Linked DNA regions of Mus musculus: all the other regions are linked to region 1. A link is a contact called in public HiChIP or PLAC-seq data. All regions are on one chromosome and are shown on one strand. Each heading gives the region's core, a stretch centred on a gene start, on an enhancer-like site or on the middle of the called end of the contact. The rest is flanking DNA. Distances are from core to core; before and after follow the strand shown.

What was found. HiChIP or PLAC-seq counts read pairs in DNA pulled down with a chosen protein or histone mark.
Region 2: an H3K4me3 HiChIP or PLAC-seq map of bone marrow-derived macrophages shows a contact between it and region 1, with 6 times the contacts expected there. The contact joins the enhancer-like site here to the promoter of Ndufa10 in region 1. A contact is called at or near these places in 15 of 39 promoter capture datasets (the 3T3-L1 cell line, 3T3-L1-derived adipocytes, the HPC-7 cell line and 10 more), 1 of 484 Hi-C or Micro-C datasets (natural killer cells), 6 of 115 datasets of contacts at active chromatin or transcription factors (astrocytes, bone marrow-derived macrophages, effector CD8 T cells and 2 more) and 1 of 9 other capture datasets (adipose tissue).
Region 3: a contact with region 1 is called in an H3K27ac HiChIP or PLAC-seq map of regulatory T cell precursor, with 4 times the contacts expected there. The contact joins the enhancer-like site here to the promoter of Ndufa10 in region 1. A contact is called at or near these places in 8 of 39 promoter capture datasets (the 3T3-L1 cell line, the C10 cell line, the SN4741 cell line and 5 more), 6 of 115 datasets of contacts at active chromatin or transcription factors (the NIH/3T3 cell line, bone marrow-derived macrophages, effector CD8 T cells and 3 more) and 3 of 9 other capture datasets (adipose tissue, liver and pancreatic islet).

What each region holds. Positions count from the first base shown.
Region 1 is chr1:92,472,214-92,475,747 of GRCm38.p6, forward strand. It overlaps Ndufa10 (NADH:ubiquinone oxidoreductase subunit A10), which reads right to left and starts at 1,545. Exons shown (of 10, transcript NM_024197.1): 1 at 1,450-1,545. The coding sequence starts at 1,524.
Region 2 is chr1:92,078,598-92,082,131 of GRCm38.p6, forward strand. The region is part of intron 2 of Hdac4 (histone deacetylase 4); the gene reads right to left. Among named protein-coding and RNA genes, the nearest start is that of Hdac4, 100 kb to the right of the region's middle. Within about 2 kb of position 1,659, at least 97 of the 459 cell types and tissues checked have an H3K27ac peak or open chromatin away from gene starts, as enhancers often do. A contact at or near this core is called in the HPC-7 cell line, bone marrow-derived macrophages, effector CD8 T cells and 3 more, where this site is marked.
Region 3 is chr1:92,128,663-92,132,196 of GRCm38.p6, forward strand. The region is part of intron 2 of Hdac4 (histone deacetylase 4); the gene reads right to left. Among named protein-coding and RNA genes, the nearest start is that of Hdac4, 50 kb to the right of the region's middle. Within about 2 kb of position 1,884, at least 154 of the 459 cell types and tissues checked have an H3K27ac peak or open chromatin away from gene starts, as enhancers often do. A contact at or near this core is called in the NIH/3T3 cell line, the SN4741 cell line, adipose tissue and 2 more, where this site is marked.

The DNA.
Region 1 (3,534 bases), core at 295-2,794:
ATTGCCTTATGGGGAAACTACCAAGATGATCTTCAATAGGTAAATGGATAAATGGCAGTATAACCAAACTATGGAATTAAAGGGAATGACTAAAAAGGCCATAAAGACACAGTGAGTCTTCCCCCACCCCTGCTGTTTTTGGGGGCTGGATTTGAGACAAGAGTCTTGCTATGTAGCCCTGGCTGGTCTGGAACTCCCTGTATACCAGGCTGTCCGAGAATTCATAGATCTGCCTGTCTCATGTTGGGATTAAAGGTGTGCACCACAACATCTGGCTTAAGAAATATTGTCTAGATTGTGTACGTGTGTGTGTGTGTGTGTGTGTGTGTGTGTTAAAAGAGAAACAAGTACTCTTAACAGCTGTGCAGCCCCACAAATAAATTCTAAGTGTAACTGTCAAAGTCTATGTAAAAAAAGAAAGCACTGTGTCAGGTAATATGTGTGACTGATTACACGAGTCTAGCATAGGCAAAATGACAAAAATCATCAAAAGCACAGTGGCTGTCAGGAGTTGACAGGGTGGGAAATAAATGAATATTAAGGACAATAGATTTTTTTTTTTTTAGGGCTGTGAACTACTCTGTGTGTATTGTAAAGTCCAAAATATAATATTGCTCATTGTGCAAAACAATAAAACTTCACAGCATAAAGAATGAACTCAATGCATGAAAAGCTTAGGGTGGAACGGGGTGTGACTGAACTTCCGACATGTGAATATATGAAACGACTTCACTGAAGAGGGTGATGTGAAGATACAGGGGAAGGAGTGTGGTCTCTGAGGGTCAAGGTCAAGAGTGGATTGTGAATATGCTCTGTGCTCTTGCTGCTGTGCTCCACTGCGATCCTAATAGGCTTAAGCTGACAGTGCTAATTCATAGTGGGGCTTAGGCTGACAGTGCCGATCCAGGCTCACATTCACACACACCTCGTCTCTCTCTGGTTCACATCTATACCTCTTTCACACACAGATCACTCCTGTTCAAAATAAAAATCCTTAGCATGACTGTCAACCCCTTTCCGATTTACCACCTATGTAGTTCTAGCTACTATAAAGCAAAGAAGTTATGATGCCGTCATAAGACGTGTCCTGTTTCCAGCCACGGTCCCCTAAGCACCTACTGTCACCCATTATTCTGCATGCACCCTAAAAGGTCCTAATCCTCCCCAATCTACCCCAAATCTCTGTTGCTGCTCCACATCACGTCACCCCAGAGTCTACAAGGCGTTCCACAAAGCAGTTTCTGAACCGATGAGCATGCGGGCCCAGGCTCCGGAGCTCCGGCATCTCGGCTCTCCGTATGCAGCCGGGAAAGTGAGTCCCGCTGCACCGGTGCTGTGAGCGGAGGCCTCAGGAGCTCGCGGCTCACGGGTCTGACAGACGCCGCCGGAGCGTCAGGGCTCGGAGCCGACAGGCCGAGATCCAAGCAAGGAGAGCCACCCGCCGCTCACCACGCGCTGGGCTCCGGCCGCGAGGCCGCGCGCGGGAGCCGACGCCGGGACGAGTCTCAGCAACCTCAAGGCCATGACTTCGCCGTCTGCGCCGGCTCAAGGACCAGAGGGACATGAACGCGACGGGGTCCTAGCTCGTCCGCGGCGCGCTGCCATGACGTCACCACTGAGTGTTCGCGGCGCCTGTCGAAAAAAGAAAATATTCCGGAACTGGGACGGGGCGGGGCCAGAGGGAAGGGGCGGAGCTTAGGCTTGTCGACGCTCTAGTTGCTTGAGCTTAGATTGTTTGGGCGAGGAGCGCGCCTAGATCCTAGACAAGTTATAGTATGAAAGTGGCAAAGGGCTAGAAGTCCTGCCTGGGCCTTGAGGCTCCCAGCTTTGAGCTCGGGTTCTCGCAGATGCTTGAGTTGTGTGACAAAAGTGTGACCCCCCACTCCCAGGTGTTCTGTGGGGTGAATCCTCTCGCTCCCCAGAATCTGTGCTGTCTCCCTGCTCCACGCCCAAACGTAGACCCACTTTCTGTTTGAGTTCTGTAGGGAGGATCCGCTCCCCGCCCTTCTGGTCGCTGAGGAGAGAGTCCATTCCCCATCTGAGTTCTAGGGGCGTCACATTCTCCCTGCCTAGGTTTCTGAGAGAAGGACCTGTCATCAGCTTGAGCCCTGTGGGGGCAACCAATTCACGACCTAGCAGTTCTGAGCTTTTGTAGTGCTAAGAGCTGAGGTGGCCACAGACCTGGCACCACCATATATCTCCAGTGCAGATCACCCTGCCTCATTTCCACAGCTGCCGACTTTATAGTCACCTCCTGGAAAGCTCTTCAGCTCCAAGAGCCTCTGAGGTGGAAGAGTGCAGTGCGCAGAAGCCAGGAAAGTGCTGATAGGGAGAGGATCCCCAAGACAATGAGGAGTTCTGGGTTGGGTTTGGACCACTTTCCATGTAGTTAACACAAAACCTCCCCCGCATTTCTGGATTTCTAGAAAGTCCTGTATCCTTACAGTACATTGAATACGGGAAGGGGAAACCTCTCCTCATTTCTTTTGAATCCTGATCATTATCTCATTTCCCTACTCCCCTCCAGTGTAATTCAAAAATCACTCAACCCCAAAAGAGAAATTTCCCAAGCACGTATGTTTTACTGAAGAATTTTACTTTATACATAAATATATGATACTAAATATGTACAGTCTCCTCCAGAAAACAGAAGCGATAATGCTTACTATCGCATGTTATGCTGCCATAACTGTCAAAGACAGTACAAAAATGTAAGACCTCCATATATCAGTATCTCAGCAAATTGAATCCAGCAACACATGAAATGAGTGGTGCACCACAAGCAATGGGATGTCATCCTAAAATCAACTGATATAAAAAACAAACTAACCAAAATAATTATGTGTGATCAGATTGCTTGGTTCAGGGAAAGCATTTGACAAAATTCAATATTCATTTAAAATAAAAGAACACATATGCTCCAACAAAGGCTACAGGGTGGCTGCTTCATCTTCATAAAGTATGCCCACAAAATCCTAAAGCTAACATCATATGAATAGAGAAAGAATGGGATAAGAGCACTGACTGCTCTTCCAAAGGTCCTGAGTTCAAATCCCAGCAACCACATGATGGTTTACAACCATCCGTAATGACATCTGACGCCCTCTACTGGTGTGTCTGAAGACACCTACAGTGTACTTACATATAAATAATAAATAAATATATATATATATAAAAAGCAAGGGGCCTGCTTTCCTCACAAGTACTCAACAAAGGAACCCCTAACCCACATAATAAGTACAAAAGATAGAAGAAGAATACATACAGGAAAAAAAGAGATACAATTATTTGTAGATTATATTATTTTTACTCAGAAAATCCAAAGGAGTTGACCAAAAAAAGCTTCTAGAATAAATAGCAAGTTCAGCCAGGTTATTCAATCCAAAAGGCAAACACAAACAAACAAAATAAAAAAGAGAAACACACACACACACACACACACACACACACACACACAGAGAGAGAGAGAGAGAGAGAGAGAGAGAGAGAGAGAGAATTACACAGTATTCTGTATGCTAACAGCATAGAAGTCAA
Region 2 (3,534 bases), core at 409-2,908, 390 kb before region 1:
GGCCAGAAGCAACTTCCAGAAAAGCCACCATGACAGTGTACACATAAGGAGCTCTGGACTCTAGCTGCATATGTATCAAAAGATGGCCTAGTCGGCCATCACTGGAAAGAGAGGCCCATTGGACACACAAACTTTATATGCCCCGGTAACAGGGGAACGCCAGGGCCAAAAAAATGGGACTGGGTGGGTAGGGAAGTGGGGGGGGGGGGAGGGTATGGGGGACTTTTGGGATAGCATTGGAAATGTAATTGAGGAAAATGTGTAATAATAATTTAAAAAAAGGATAGTAACCCTAAAACTCCAGAGTTCCTATTATCTAACAGAGTACCTGGACAGAAACTGCTTGAGTAGCACCCAGTGTGGCACTTGGGGGTCCTAAGTAGTGAAGGAAGCAGCTGGCAGGTTAGCCTGGGTGGGATGTCTGTCCTATGTAGGGAGGGCACAGCCACAGGGGATATGGTAACTAACATTCAGGACCCAAGCCACTGCCTCTCGGGTACCTGTCTCTGATGACAAAGGGGTTCCTTGATGAAAAAGTGACCATTTCACAGAATGGTGAGTTCTTGGAAGGAGCATCCACAATCCTGGTGATAGCCACTTCAGAAAAGTATCCAAGTTGCTGAAATCTATACAATTGGAGGAGTGACAGAGGAGCTACGAAGAACCAGTCTGAAGTTCCCAACAGAGCAGAGAAAGCACAAGTAATAGGACTGGGAAACCCCTATCATCAGCTCCAGTCCTGCCCTGGTATCAAGGGAAGCCTCTGGACTCCAAAAGCTCCTGATTTAGACCTGGACTCTAACTGCCTAAATGAAGCTGCAGAGGTGAAACAAGAGTCTCTTGGCCTCTCCAATAAGGCCTCAGCAACCATATATGCTCCCATAGGCCCTTCATTTTCTGGGCTCCCATGCACCTCATTCCTAGATTCCAGAGAGATGTAGCCCAATCCTTCCCATGCTCTCCTGCTCAACCAGAGCTTCAACAATACAAGAGGCAGCAGCAAAGAGGAATAACCCAGGCGCTGGGGTGCATGTTCACATGACCGAGAACATCTATTAGTATGCTAAATGTTATGGATGGGCTAGCACTGACCACAGTATTGGACCAGCTAGTCCAGGAAGGCTGTAGCAGTGAAACAAGAAAAATGCTGTTTCTCTCCCATCCCCTACATAATGTCCCCACAGCAAGAACATTGTCATCCTGCTTGACACTTCTGGTCCTATTACCCAAGTTGTGCTCAGCTGGCAACCAGCTCAACCTACCACAGAGCAGTAGTACCGAAGGCCACAGGTAGGGCATAGGACACTGTCCTAGGCCTTCTGAGCACAATGGGGACACAGCAGTGCTCTAAGGCAGGAGGCCTGGAGCAACTTCTAGGGCCACCTCTCCTCCATGTGACACTTGTTTCATTCACCGCTAGGGATTCACCTCTAAAACCTGGGGAAGCCAGTTGGTCTCTGCTCCCATCTACCATGTCCACGTGCCTAGAATCATGCTTCATAAACTCCAATCTATAACCATGAAAACCTCACCTGAACTGCACGTCACATCCTACACAGGCCTACAAGTAAGTCGGAAACGCACAGTCCCAACCAAGGGACAAACCCATCCAGTGAAGACCTTCACAACACTACAGGGCACAGTGAACTCAGTAAAAACTAAAATAAAAACTAAAAAAATCTGTAACTGTTCCGAGAAAAGCCCTGCACAGCTACAGAGTTGAACACACAAGAAACTAGCCACAGACCGGAAATGCCAAACCACAGCTTGTAACCCTTCATCGTGATGAATGCTGGCAGGCTTAGGAGGTGTGAGCACTGGAGGCCAGGGCAGGCCCCAGCGCCTCTGGAAGAGCCTGTAGACTGAATTACCAGGAGTTCGTACTACAACTGCTTCCCTGCAACTGGCAGAGAACAAACAGGGAAGAGGCCCAGGGCGGTGCTGTGCCTGGGGCCAAGGAGCAGCACTATCTCTGGTTCTTTTCCCACTGTGCCCACTTTTGGATTTCATACAGTCATTCGATTCACCATATTCCTGACACATGCCCTTCAAATGTCATATCTAAGAATGGAAGCATTTTCCTGAAAAGACAAATGTCACCTAGCATTTTAAACACACTTTACATCAAACTACAAGCTACAGTTGAATTCCATGCATAACTAACTTTCTTTAACTCTGGTCTAAATTCAGTTGAAGGAAGCTTACTAAAAGAATCAGGAATGATTTTGAAGGCGAGTGATGTTCAGTTGTGACTTTTATTGCTCAGCTCTTCCTTGGAATCTAACAAGAGTGAGTGCAGAGACGGAGAAAGCCTAAGGATGAACACTCGGAAAAGCAGTGTCCACGCTGTGCCTCCAATGGAGCCAGCCAACCAAGAACTAGGGTGATTAGGAAGGACAGGCTTTCTCAAGGGTACCTTGTGACTGAAAAGGGTAATGGATAGGCAGCCCAAGTGAAGGGTAAGGAGAGTCATCAAGAGAGGACACATCCCCCTTGCCCCATCCAGTTCTGAACTACCAAATGAGGGAACCAGAACCTCCTCTTTGTTCACTGTCCCCAGCCATCCCACAGTCACTCTAGGTTTGTGTTGACAAGCCCCTGCCCTCAGAAGGACCAAGAGGTAAGCAGAGGGAGATGGTCAGAAAGTGAACATGGAAGTGGCTTACCTTGCCTGTCAAAAAAGAGGGTCTGATACTCCTCCATATCAGAATGACCTTTTCAGCCTTTTAATCCATGCTTAACCAAGAGCAGTAAGACCAAGGAAGAAAAGGGGGAAGATTCTAGGAAGAAGGGGGGGCCTTTTATATGGGCTACCCTGGGGCTCTTGGGCCTGGCTGGGTAGGAACAATTGCATAGGAGAGCCCCCAGCAAGCCCCTGCCTCAGAGATCTAAAGATGCCTCATGTCCAGATCCCCATTAACAGAGTATAGAATAGAATTGTGTTAGCTTTCCTTTTAGTTCACGCATACACGTACATACGTACATACGTACAGACATGTGTGTGTGTGTGTGTGTGTGTGTGTTTTCACATTTAAGGACAGCATACATGTGAAAGTCAGAAAACAACTTGGTGGAATAGGTTTTCTATTTGCACCACATGAATTCTGGAACCAAACCCAGGTCATCGATCTCGCTAGCAATGTCCCTTACCAACCAAGCCATCTCATAATCAGAAATAAAGGACAATTATTTTCACACTTGAGCTTAAAATAGGCTTATTCCAGGTGAACACTTGGGAGAAAACACTGCTAGAAAACACTCTCCATGGACCCATCAAATTACTGAGAGATGAAGCCTTACAGACCTACATGCAGCTTCTATCTGTGTGCAGGGTTACTGAACAAAAGGTACCATCTGCAGATGTGGAAAGGGCCAGGTCCCATTTCCTGGCACTGACAAGGTACCACTTCAAAGCATTCCAGCTCAGCACTGATTTCTGTGAACTCTGACCTGCAGTGCCTCAGTTTCCCCAAATGAAGGAGAGAAAGATATCCTTCAGCCTCAGCGGAGCTGTCCTCACATGAGCAGGCTACT
Region 3 (3,534 bases), core at 634-3,133, 340 kb before region 1:
CTGTATTTGCCACAATAAATAATAGACACACAATGAGCCAAGAGACCCACATGCAAGTTGGAAAAGATCAGAATAACACCCAAGTATAAAGGAAAGAGTTAAGTGCTTCACAGCATAGACCAGCCTAGGCCCTGAACTCTATCCTCCTGCCTTTGCCTCTGAATTCAGGGATTACAGGAATGTGTTGCTACACCCAGGCAAAGGCTGTAACTGATATATAAAAGTGTTCAAGACACACTAAATGAAAGACCTCAGGAAGAATGGGGAACCCACCATAGGTGCCATGTGTTGTTAGGAAGAGTAAGGCTAACTGGGAAACTCAGGACCTTTACAAGCTAACAGCTACTGCCTCTGTGGCTTTAGAGGCCCACTTCCATGTTATCCTAAGACTCCATACAGCAAATGGAGTCAGTGGAGCAGTTCCCATGAATACCCTGTCCACAGAGAACATTCTGCTCTCATTCCTAAGAGAAGCACACAGACCCAAGACTTTCCCAGGCTCAAGGAACCACTGAGACCACATCACCTGCAATAGTACCCCCCACCACACACACACACACACACACACACACACATACACACACACACACTTCCAGGAAAAGCCTATGATGACTGATTAACTGCCTATACTAAACATGTTTCAAAACCAGAGACTGTAGAACCCCCAGAAGCCACAGGGACCTGGGGTCTCATAAGCTGAGCCCTGCTTGGCTCTGTTCTCTCAGCTGCACCTGAACATTTGTCCCAGCCATGGGGCCTCACCACACCTGCAGCAGAAGCTGTACATTCCCAGAAAGGCATAAGGCTTAGGGAACAAATGACATTAACAAGCGAGCTTGAGCCTAATAAGCATTCTTCCACTACCTGGGGTCAGGGGGAAAGCGGCCATGCCTAGCATATAGTTCAGATGTTATGGGAAGCGTTGAACTCTAGCTCCACCATGGCAGAGCCCTAGAACCCACCAAGGGACACTATGGCTAAAACAGGTCACTCTGTCTTTAGCATCACATATGTTAGTATTGCTTACACCCTAGATTTACTTTTCATTCATAAATCTTCCTTAAACTGTGGCAAGGATGTAGAGGTGGAAAATTAGAAGAAAATAATGAAAGACCCTGATAACATGTTCTGCACAGGCTACCTGGGCAAGACCTCACTCAACACTACACTTGTAACTCTGCCTCTGGAGCCTCTAAGGAACTCTGTCTCAAACACAGCATGGCCTGACACAACCATAAAATATGGCCAGGGCCCCCAATATCACCCCTTAGTATCTACAACAGCTGGATTACAGAGGCTACAGCCACACATGTTCCCTAAAGATACCCTAGGAAGCCCTAATGTTTGTGTCTCCCACTGACTGCAGGACAGCAGTTACAAGTCGTTTTCCAGGAGTCTGAAGAAGCTCTGGTGAAACTTCACCTGTTCTGGCCTCTTCTGATATTACACGCCAAGACGAAAAGTGTGTCTTAGACAGAGGGGAGGAAGGAGACAAGAGGAGAGACGGCCTCACCTATGGGTGAGAAGGCCTGATGGGGAGTTCACTGAATTCCTCAGACTTCAGAAAGTTCTGTCCAGACAGCAGGAAACATACTCACTCTCTAGACTCCCCTGATGCTAAAACCACAAGGTGAATCTCACACAGGGACCTTTATAAACTCAAACAGAATGCCAACGGAAGGCAGTAACTGTTCCCAAAGAGTAAAATACCCAGTGGATGTGTCTGGAATGTCAGGGGAGAAACAGCACACAGTCCCATAAATAAGTCACATCTGAGCCTAGCATCCTGGCCCACGAGCACGGCATGCAGGGCAGTTAGGCACTCTCTGAGAGGACTTTGAGCAGCAATAGTCCCTGCCTCTCTTTCTGCAGCTGCCTGTCCTGAGGCTTTGAGGGCAAGTAGGCTTGGCAGGATGTCAGGGGTGGTGGAGCTGGGCCTGGTGTTTATGTCTGATCCAGACGACTGAGGGTTCGTGACGATTTACTGACGCAAGAGCTCCCAAGCACTGCATGCCAGAAATTAATCAGGGGAGGAAGAATTCTTTTTAAGAAACCACTTGGCCTGGGCTACAGGCCTGAGGCTGAGTGTGTAAGCGGAGCCACTCCTCCTCTGGGAGCAGCACACCCAAGTCTTCCAAGCAGCTCCAGGCTGGTAAATCAGGCCCAGGCCCAGGCTGGGGAGGTCCTGCCACAATGCCTGGCTCTGCTGTGGCTGGCCACAGTATCCAGTGGCCTGCCCCAGAGCCAATCTTCTCCCAGAGGCCCCCTTCAGATGGCGTCTGCAAGGCCCCACCAGTGTGCACACTCCATGGTTGGGGTGTCTATAGAAATGACTAGATGCCTCTGATCTTGTAATCTATTGCTATTATCCCTTTCTCAAGAACTGGATTTTAAAGTTTGCAAATCAGGAGACAACCTAAAGATGAGAAAGTTGGAATGTGAGAGATGTAGCCTTTGCAGCAGCAGCAGCCTCCTCCCAGGATGGGATGTGTGCACAAGCGAGGCTTTTTCTGCTACCATCCTCTTTGTACACCCCAGGTGCCATGTGACATCAAATGCATGGTCAACTACATACAACCATGTGACATCAAACACATGGCTAGCCATGCAAAGCCACATCACATCACATGTATGCTTAACTATATACAGCCCTGTCATATCAAATACATGGCTAACTATGCATAGCTATGCCACTTCAAATGCATGGTTCAGTATACACAGCGAGTTATATCAAATGCATATCTAACTATTTACAACCAAGTCACATCAAATGCATGGTTAATGATACTCAGCATGTTACATCAAATGCATGGATTACTCCTTACAAAAGATAAATATGCTTCTAGCATTCTATCTCAAAAAAAAAAATTACTCTAGAGAAGCCATTTTGCACTCCATCTCAAGTGTGAGAGCGCCAAACCATCCATCTGCCAGCCTCTGGTTTATTGTAGCCTTTTGGTCCTTGATTACAATCAGTGTATGAGAATAGGGGAGATCCTAGGACCAAGAACTAAGGTCTTTAACACACCCTGGCCCCACAGGACAAAGGACTTGAGTCACACTTCCACTGCCCAACAAGTAGTCTGTGCCTGGCCCCCCACAACCTGATAGCCACCATACCACCTCCTTCCAAACTACCTCTCAAGGAAACTCCTGAAAGGACTCTTCACTCATGCTAAGAGGACTGGATGGGAAGTCGGGCAGGCAAGCATCACATCACTTACAAGGTACAGCAAAAATCACCTCGTAAAAGATCTGAATAAGAGTTATAAGAGTGGCTCACGGCTTCAGATACAACTCAGCCCACTCCATTTCATGGCATCCTATAAAGCATGGAACACAGAGAACAAAGCCGTCTGGACAGTGCAGAACAGGGGCCCTGAAGAGTAGTCAAACAGCATACCTGTGTCATTAGACTGAAAAACAGGATAACTGGCCCTGGTAACTAAGACCTGAACTTCCACTATGGTCTACAGCAACTGGAGTTATACCAAGCCACCCTCTGGTCAAGGATAAAATTTAAACTGTTACAGA